Linked DNA regions of Macaca mulatta: region 1 is linked to region 2. A link is a contact called in public Hi-C data. All regions are on one chromosome and are shown on one strand. Each heading gives the region's core, a stretch centred on a gene start, on an enhancer-like site or on the middle of the called end of the contact. The rest is flanking DNA. Distances are from core to core; before and after follow the strand shown.

Region 1 (4,124 bases), core at 1,547-4,046, 82 kb before region 2:
AGACACAATTATTTTATAACACTTGTGGACCCACGGCAAAATGGAAAAAGGGCAGAACATGAAAAAAGAACTAGGCTTTTTTCTGTTTTATCACTTCCTGGGTGATTTATCACTTCCTGGGTATCTGACTTCAGGCAAACCATTTACTCTGAAGTCCTACGAGCTACCAGTCATTACCAGTTTATTAATTCTGAATCCTCATAACGAGAATAAGGGTGAATAACAACTAACTTGCTGTGCTGTTGTGAGAATAATTTTTTTTTTTTTTTTTTTGAGACAAAGTCTCACTCTGTCGCCTAGGCTATAGTGCAGTGGAGCCATCTCTGCTCACTGCAACCTCCACCTCTCAGATTCAGCAGCGATTCTCCTGCCTCAGCCTCCCGAGTAGCTGGAATTACAAGCGCCCGCCACTATGCCTGGCTAATTTTTGTATTTTTAGTAGAGGTGGGGTTTCACCATGTTGGCCAGGCTGGTCTCAAACTCCTGACCTCAAATGATCCACCCACCTAGGCCTTCCAAAGTGCTGGGATTACAGGCGCGAGCCATGGCACCCGGCAGAGAATAAAAAATTTTTATTTATTTATTTACTTATTTATTTATTTATGTTTTGAGACAGAGTCTTGCTCTGTCTCAAGACAGAGCCAGGCTGGAGTGCAGTGGAGAATAAAATACTTTTTAAAAAAGATCTTAGCAAATTGTAAGCTGTGATATAAGTAAGATACTACCTTTAAAAAAGGTAGGAATTCTAAGAATCCATTTGCATTCTAACACTATATCCTCACTTTGACTTTTTGTTTTTGTTGATTTATTCTTAATAGAGATAGGGATCTCACTATGCTGCCCAGGTGGGTCTTGAACTTCCAGCCCCAAGCTATTCTCCTGCCTAGATCTCCCAAAAGGCTGGGATGGGATTACAGGACTGCCATCTCGTTGGCCTCTCGCTTTGATTTTTTTCTAGCCTTAATACTGTTTGTTTATAAAATACCTCACTTTCACAGAATAAGTGCATTTTGAAGGCTTTAGGCTCTTTTAAAAATCCAGGTACACAAGGTAGCTTACACAAGGTAAGGGGCGGAAAAAGGCAAGCTAGCTATTTTACAGATTAAATTCTAAGTAATATATGCCCAAATTGCCAATGTAGCTAGGCGAATGCAGGCCCGTTTGTGATCTGGTTCGAGCTTCACGTTATCTGGTTAAACGATAATGCATCCATCAGCAAACATTATAACGGGAGCAGACTTTGGTTAAAGCTTAAACCATCAGACAAACGGCTCCCCTTGGGCTTCTCTGATTTATTTACTCTAGAATATGCCTGAATGTAACTTCCAGCTATAACTTGAATGACCGATTCTATCCAAAATTCTTTAAACTGTAGAGGACACATTAGTGTACCACTAACAGTACATTTAAAATCTAACAACTCCAAAAAAACTAAGCAGTGTTAAAGAAACTTCCATTTTCTGTGGCTTTTAAGCTGTCATGTGTGAAGCAATAAACCAACGGGGTGCACAACATCTCATTTAATCCATCCTCACAACCAGCAGGGAGGTGTTACCATCGCCTTTTTACAAACAAATCTGTCTCACCTCTAGCTGAGAGTCTTACAAGTCTGCTATTTCCATTACATTAGTCTAACTCCACTCAACACGCCAGAAAAATCTCACTTTATTAACAAATATCCAGGCCTGCACAGCATACCTAAATTTAACTAACGTTCAACATCGTTTCAATTGCCCTGTTTCACCTGAGGGTATCAGTCCACTTAATAGCGAAAAGAGGTTTTTCGTTTCGTTTTCTTACGTATTAGAAGTAAATCAAGAAAGAGAAACTAAACTGTAAGAGGGCAGGAACAGACTTTCAACTGCTTTTTGCCCCCTGTGGCTAACGTCACAATAACAACATTTAATGGAAAAAGGTTTTAAAACGTGCCCCAGTGGCAACTGGATATTCTGGTTGTCCATCTCTCTCCTGTCATCCACTTCGCAAATTCACCACTCCAGGAACTTTCCTGAGAGTTCAAGGTTCTTAATTCAAAGTCAAGTCCAAACTTGAGCAAGGACTGACGTCATTTTACAGCGTTAACCTCTCCCCAGTGTCTGATTCTAGAAGTTTAGACTCACTTTGCGGGGAGGTCTAAAGAATCGGTTTAATGACAGCCACTGGCCTTCGGAGAGCAAGTTCCCCGAGACAGAGCGAGCAGGCGAAGCGCACGCGGTGCGTCTGCGGCTGGCCCCGGTCCGAACTTGGGAGCCGCTGCCCAGCGATCGGGGAAAGCCCGTCCACCTCGGCTAGCGCGCGCGGGAGACAGGACAGAGCCGGGCGACAAGCGCAGCCGCCTGGAGGGGCGCGGGGAGTAGGGCAGGGCCGGGTCGCACCTGAAACCGCGGGGCGGCTCCGGTCCAGGTCGGCGGGCGAACTCCGGGAGACCCCCACGTTCCCGGGCGGGAGCGGCAGCTCCTCGTCGCCGGCCGCGCCCTCCTCCCCGGCGGCGTCCAGCAGCCTCACGGCGCTGCCTGGGGCGCCTCTCCGCGGGTGGGCCCAGGCGATCCGCGATAGCAGCGGCTCCCGCTCCCCATCCTCCTCCTCCTCCGGGCTCCCGCTGTCCGCGGACGCCAGCCGGTCGGGCTCGGAGGGATCCTCCATGGACTCCCTCTGCTCCCTCCGCGCTGAGACCAGATCACAGCAGCCAGGTGCCCGAGACTGGGCTCTGCATGGCGGGGAACGGGAGCAACCGGGTGGAACGGACGCCACCTCACCAGCGCACGGGCCCGCTTGGCGCCCGCTTGGCGCCCGCCCAGCGGTTGCCCCGCCCCGCCGCCGGCCTCGCCCCATTTCGCGCCTCCGCCGGGCGCCTCCCCCGCGCCTGCGCAGAAGGGCCGTGGCAGGCGGCGGCGGCGGCGGCGGCGGCGGCGGCGCGCGTGGGAGTGAACAGAGGGCGGGGCTTTTGAGGGGGCAGGTGGGGCGGGGCCGCCACCTGCCTCCGTGAGTGCGGAGAGAAGCTGGGCACAGCTCGCTTTACTCCCAGTGGAGGGCGGGAAGCTGAGTAGTTTCCAAAGAGGTTCCCTCTTGCAACCAAAATCGGCCCCTCCGCGACAGAATTCTCTCTTAGAGTTTACCATAATCTATAACAATAGATTTAATTGTGCGACATTTCTTTCCTCCACTGGACGTCCAGGAGGGTTTGTATGTTCTTTTTTTTTTCTTACTAATCTAGGTAGAAATTTATCAATTTTTAAATCTTTTCAGAATATCATGTTTTGGTTCCATTGATTTTCTGTTTTCTAGTCCGTTGCCTTATTTTGCTCTTTATTCCTCACTTGAAGTTTGATTTCCTCTTCTTTTTCTAGTTACTTAGAGTAGAAGATTATTGATTCTAAATCTATCTGCTTTTCCAATGCAAGGATTTAAGGCTATAAATTGCCCTCTAAGCACTGCTTTAGCTGCATTCTCCGTTTTTTGTTGTTGTTGTTGTTGTTGAGACGGTCTCGCTGTGTTATCCAGGCTGGAGTGCAGTGACACAATCATAGCTCACTGCAGCCTCAACCTCCTGAACTCAAGGGATCCTCCCACCTTTAAACTGTAGAAGACACAGTAGCTGGAACTGCAGGCGTGCATGATCACACCCTGTTAATTTTTAAATTTAAATTTTTTGTAGAGATGGGGTCTCACTGTTGCCCAGGTTGGTCTTGAGCTCCTGGTCTCAAGTAGTTGTCCTGCTTCAGCATCCCAAAATTCTGGGATTACAAGCATAAGCCACCTTGCCTGGCCTGCTACTGTGCTTTCATTTTCCTTCAGCAGAAAATAGTTTTTAACTTCCTTTATGATTTCCTCTTTGACCCTGTAAAGGAAAATAAAAATCTCAGAACCATCCCCCACCCTCAACTTGTTATGTCAGGGGGAGATTTAAGCCTGGAGACTGAAGTCACCCAGCACTACAATCCTTTTCCCAAATGGATAGCGGTTACTTCCCATCATTGTATTAAAACTTTATACGTTAGCCAGACCCTCCTCAAAATGCAAAACAAGCCTTATGTATCTCAGTCTCAGGATGACTGTCCTCAACAAATTAATAATAGTGAATTCTTTACCGGCCATTAAACCTTTCAAGATGTATATCCTTCCAT
Region 2 (4,297 bases), core at 1,073-3,572:
ATCTTGACAATGATTAACTTTTGGAAACAGACAAACATTTTCCTGAAGATGGTGAATAAGGTGAGAGAACAAGCTGGCTCAAAAACCTCGTGTGTCCATTCAGTAATGGGATTAATTTTGGGATTTTTGCACATTTTGCATGTGATTGACAAAGCAGCTTTGAAGGCTTTTCCAAAGACAAAGTTGCAAAAATAGTTGCATTTTGAGAATAAGAACTCAAGTTTCCAAAAGTTTGAAAGATAATACTCATTTTAGAAAGAAAGCTAAATTCTTGTTGTTTTGTGGTTTACCTGTCTGTTTAGTTTTAAGTAGTTAAATAGTCTATGTCATTCAACAAATATTTATCAAACACCTATTATGTATTTAGTGCTGTGCTTTGAACACAGATATCAATATAGCCCTTGTCAACCAGGGGCTCACAGTCTAGTTGAGACAGAAAATTAACAATTGAAATGCAATTCAACAAATACCATAAATACACTGATATATATTAATAGCTGGATGCCCTGGGAACATGCAGTAGAAACAGTGATGAGCTCGTGTATGTTGAACGACTGACTTCTAGGGGAGTGGGTTGGAGGGTAAGGGCCTGATTTGCAGTGTTTACTGATTTCCATGGCGTAAATGCTTCCACCTTGGCCAACGTGACATCATCAAAAGGGGAGTTGGAAGATGTGCAGTAGTATAACATTATATTGAATTTCTACCATATAGATAAAATGCATGTAAATAACCTGAAGAGCATAGATAATAGTAAAATGTAAAATAATTAGGAAGTGATGAATTTTGAGTATTTTTACTTTGGCTTTTAATACAATATTTGAGTGGCTGTATTTAAAAACTGGCTCACAAAATTCCTGAACATTTAACAAGCAGCTCTTGCAGGTGGGTGTGAATCAGTGCAAGTGGGCATACCACCAGGTGAAAGCAATGTCAGGAGTTACTGTAGGCTCACATAAGATGAAGATTGTAAAGAAACTGAAGGCAGGGATCTCCAGCAGTGAACCTCTAGGTTGTTGAATTGTTACAGGACTGCCAGGTTCCTATGTCAGTCGTGCAGGAACAGACCAATACTCCGACAGCAGGCTTGCAGCAGAGAAAGAGTTTTAATAATCACAAGTTACAAGCCAGGAAACAGGAAGAGTTCTCAAGCTTCAATTCGTTTCATCGAGGGGTTCTAGGCTAAGGTGTTTAAGGGGATTTGTGGAGGGTGAGGGGCTGGAAAATTTGGGGTTATCGATTTGTTGGGGTAAGGGAGATGAAATCATCAGGATGTGACAATTGCATTCCTCCATGAATCAGTTTTTTATTGGGCCTTCCAGACAAGCTGGCATCCTTAGTTTTGTTGGTATGCAGGACCTAAAGAAGCAATGCAAACGAAAGCTTCTCTTCTCACAGTGTCTTAGATTTTATCTATAGAGCAGAAAAAGAATGAAATGTCTTGTGATAGGCGCCACATTCTCCTGGGGGTAGTAAGTAGCAACCAGATACAATTAAGTCGGCCATACTGCAAACTGGCTTAATAACAGCAGCTGTAAGCCTAGTTGGATTTTTTTCCTCCCTTAATCAATTTTACAAAATGTTCTTGGGGATAGTTTCCGAATGGTCAAACTAATTCATTAATTCAATATCAATTTCTTTTTTTAGGCCCTACTTTATGCTGGGCACTGTTTTAGGTGCCCGGGGGAGGGGGGCACCGCAGCAAAAACCGAGGCCCTGCCGTTAGGTTAGAGAGTTTACATTCATGGGTGCGTGTGTGTGTGTGTGTGTGTGTGAGTATAAACAAACGTCTGGCATGTCACGTGGTGAGTGGTAAGTGCTATGGCTAAACATTCAGTAGTACAAAGGGGAAAAGGAGTAGGGCACTGCTATTTCCTATGGGGTTGTGTGGCAGTAATAAGTGTGGAAATGTATCAAAGTAAAGATTGAAGGTTCTGGCATCTGACAAACAGTTTGAATAAGGCGGAAGCACAGACCCTGCACAGATCTCAACCATCCAACAGGACTGGAACACAGAACTTAGAAAACCCCACGTACCTAGTTTTCACTCTGCTCGCCCGGTCTGCACAAGTGCAAAATCCTTTCCTGAAGTTCCTATTAGGAACACCAGGGTTTAACCAGACCAATCAGCTGCAGCAGGGCGGGGCTCATTTCAGTACCTCCTTTGCCTGAAGTCACCTAAAAGCGCGGACTCCCTCGCGCATGCTCAAACACGCCAACTTCCTCCTGGAGCGCCGAGACGGTCTGCGCATGTGCAGAATCGATAAGTGTTCTTTTTTTTTTTTTTTTGTCCCAAGGCGTTGCCGTACAGTGCAGGAGGCGAGTTGCATTCTGGTTCCATCGTGAGTCTGGCGTGTGGAGCTGGTGCTCCCGCTTATTCGCCACTGTCGCCACCGCTGTCATGAACCGCGAGAGCTTCGCGGCGGGCGAGCGGCTGGTGTCACCGGCTTACGTGCGGCAGGGCTGTGAGGCCCGCCGCTCGCATGAGCACCTCATACGGCTGCTTCTGGAGAAGGTACCGAGCTGTCGGTCCCCTCCCCAGCCGCCGCGACCCCGGGGCTCTGGCTCCGCCCGCCGTTCCCGCTGGTGCTGCCCCACCGGCAGCTCTTTGCTGCTTGAGACTAGTCCCAAGTCTGTCTTAGCTTGGCTTGCCCTAGCTGACCGACTGCGGTCTGTGCCGTCTCAGCCTTGCCAAAGCCAGTGAAAGCCAAAGGGTGTTCTTAGGAGGGGGCGTTGGGGTCGGGGTTTTGAGTCCCTCTTTCTAACTTCGGGATGCGGAAGTGAGGGAAAGTCCCAGTGTACTTTTTTATTCGCGGAAAGGGCAAAGTTCGCATCTCCATCTTTCACCACGCTCAATGACTCAGAGCATATGTGGTGTTTGTAGACCACTGTATGCTAACTCGAACCACGAGGTTTCTGCCGAACCTCACAGGTCTGCCTCCTGCCAGCGTTCCTGAATTTTAATTTCATTAAAAGTTTTGTTGTGTTTTGTTTTTTGAGTCTCGCTCTTTCGCCCAGGCTGGAGTGCAGTGGCGCGATCTCGGCTCACTGCAACCTCCGCCTCCCGGGTTCACGCCATTCTCCTGTCTCAGCCTCCCGAGTAGCTGGGACTACAGGCGCCCGCCACCACGCCTGGCTAATGTTTGCATTTTTAGTAGAGACGGAGTTTCGCCATTTTGGCCAGGCTGGTCTCAAAGTCCTGACTTCAAGTGATCCGCCCTTCTCGGCCTTCCAAAGTGCTTACAGGCGTGAGCTACCGAGCCTGGCCAATATTTCATTGAAGTTTGACAACTACCGCCCTTCTCCACGTCCCCCCGCCCCAATCGTAAAGCCCTGGTTTGAAGCATCTTCATTGGGGATGTGGTGTATTGGTGTTCAATTAGTTTAGCTTACGGAAATTTAAGTATCTGAGTAGATCTCATTGTATACATTTATCATCACTTCTCGAAATCTATAAATAGTTGTAATCAAATGTATAAACTTTTTGTCTCCTTGCTGTCTCTATATAGTGCTCAATTTATGCCTGAATTTTAGAAAACAAGGAGCATGGCAAAATACACATTAAAAAGTGAAAATGTATTCCTGTAGTGTTCTAGAGAACGATAGTTTTATTAAATATAATCATAAGTTTTGTTTTTTTTTTTTTTTTTTTTTTTTTTAAGGGCAAGTGTCCAGAGAATGGCTGGGATGAAAGTACACTTGAACTCTTTTTACATGAACTTGCAATCATGGACAGCAACAATTTCTTAGGCAATTGTGGTGTGGGAGAAAGGGAAGGGAGAGTGGCATCTGCATTAGTTGCTCGTCGTCATTACAGGTATCTTTTTCTAAGTAGTATGGGAGACATCGTTTATTTATTTTTGGTTCAAAATAATGGCAGCAGTTTTCATTGTTAGATTATCAAATGTCTGTAAACCACTTTTTCCCTGCTCAAATGGATATGTAAACCAAATGCAACAGGGAGATGGAAACAATTTTATCTCAGCAGGTGCTTTTCAAAGACAATAGAGTAAAAATATGTGGGGGTTACCCCGTCAGGTTCTGGGTGACTAACACAGGCTATACATTTTCTGAGGAATGGTAACCCTAATAAACATATCTGGTTGTAAGAGTTTAAAAATTCGTTAAGGTTGTTTATAGTTTTCCATGTTTGTTTTCTAACATTGGCAGTATTTTGTTTTGTTCTGTTTTTTGAGAATGGTTTGCAGTTAGAACTTTAAACTTTGTTTTAAACTGAATCCCATTTTATAAATACCTCTCTGTTGCAATAGATACAGGGAAAGGTGTATTAGATTAT

What was found. Hi-C and Micro-C count contacts between places; a contact is called where the count stands out from the background.
Region 1: a Hi-C map of fetal cortex germinal zone shows a contact between it and region 2, with 3 times the contacts expected there. The contact joins the promoter of PI4K2B here to the promoter of SEPSECS in region 2. A contact is called at or near these places in 2 of 14 Hi-C or Micro-C datasets (fetal cortex germinal zone and liver).

What each region holds. Positions count from the first base shown.
Region 1 is chr5:24,262,006-24,266,129 of T2T-MMU8v2.0, reverse strand. PI4K2B (phosphatidylinositol 4-kinase type 2 beta) reads right to left here and starts at 2,796. Exons shown (of 10, transcript XM_078003217.1): 1 at 2,121-2,796.
Region 2 is chr5:24,179,593-24,183,889 of T2T-MMU8v2.0, reverse strand. It overlaps SEPSECS (Sep (O-phosphoserine) tRNA:Sec (selenocysteine) tRNA synthase), which reads left to right and starts at 2,322. Exons shown (of 11, transcript XM_001082141.5): 1 at 2,322-2,515; 2 at 3,663-3,817. The coding sequence starts at 2,402.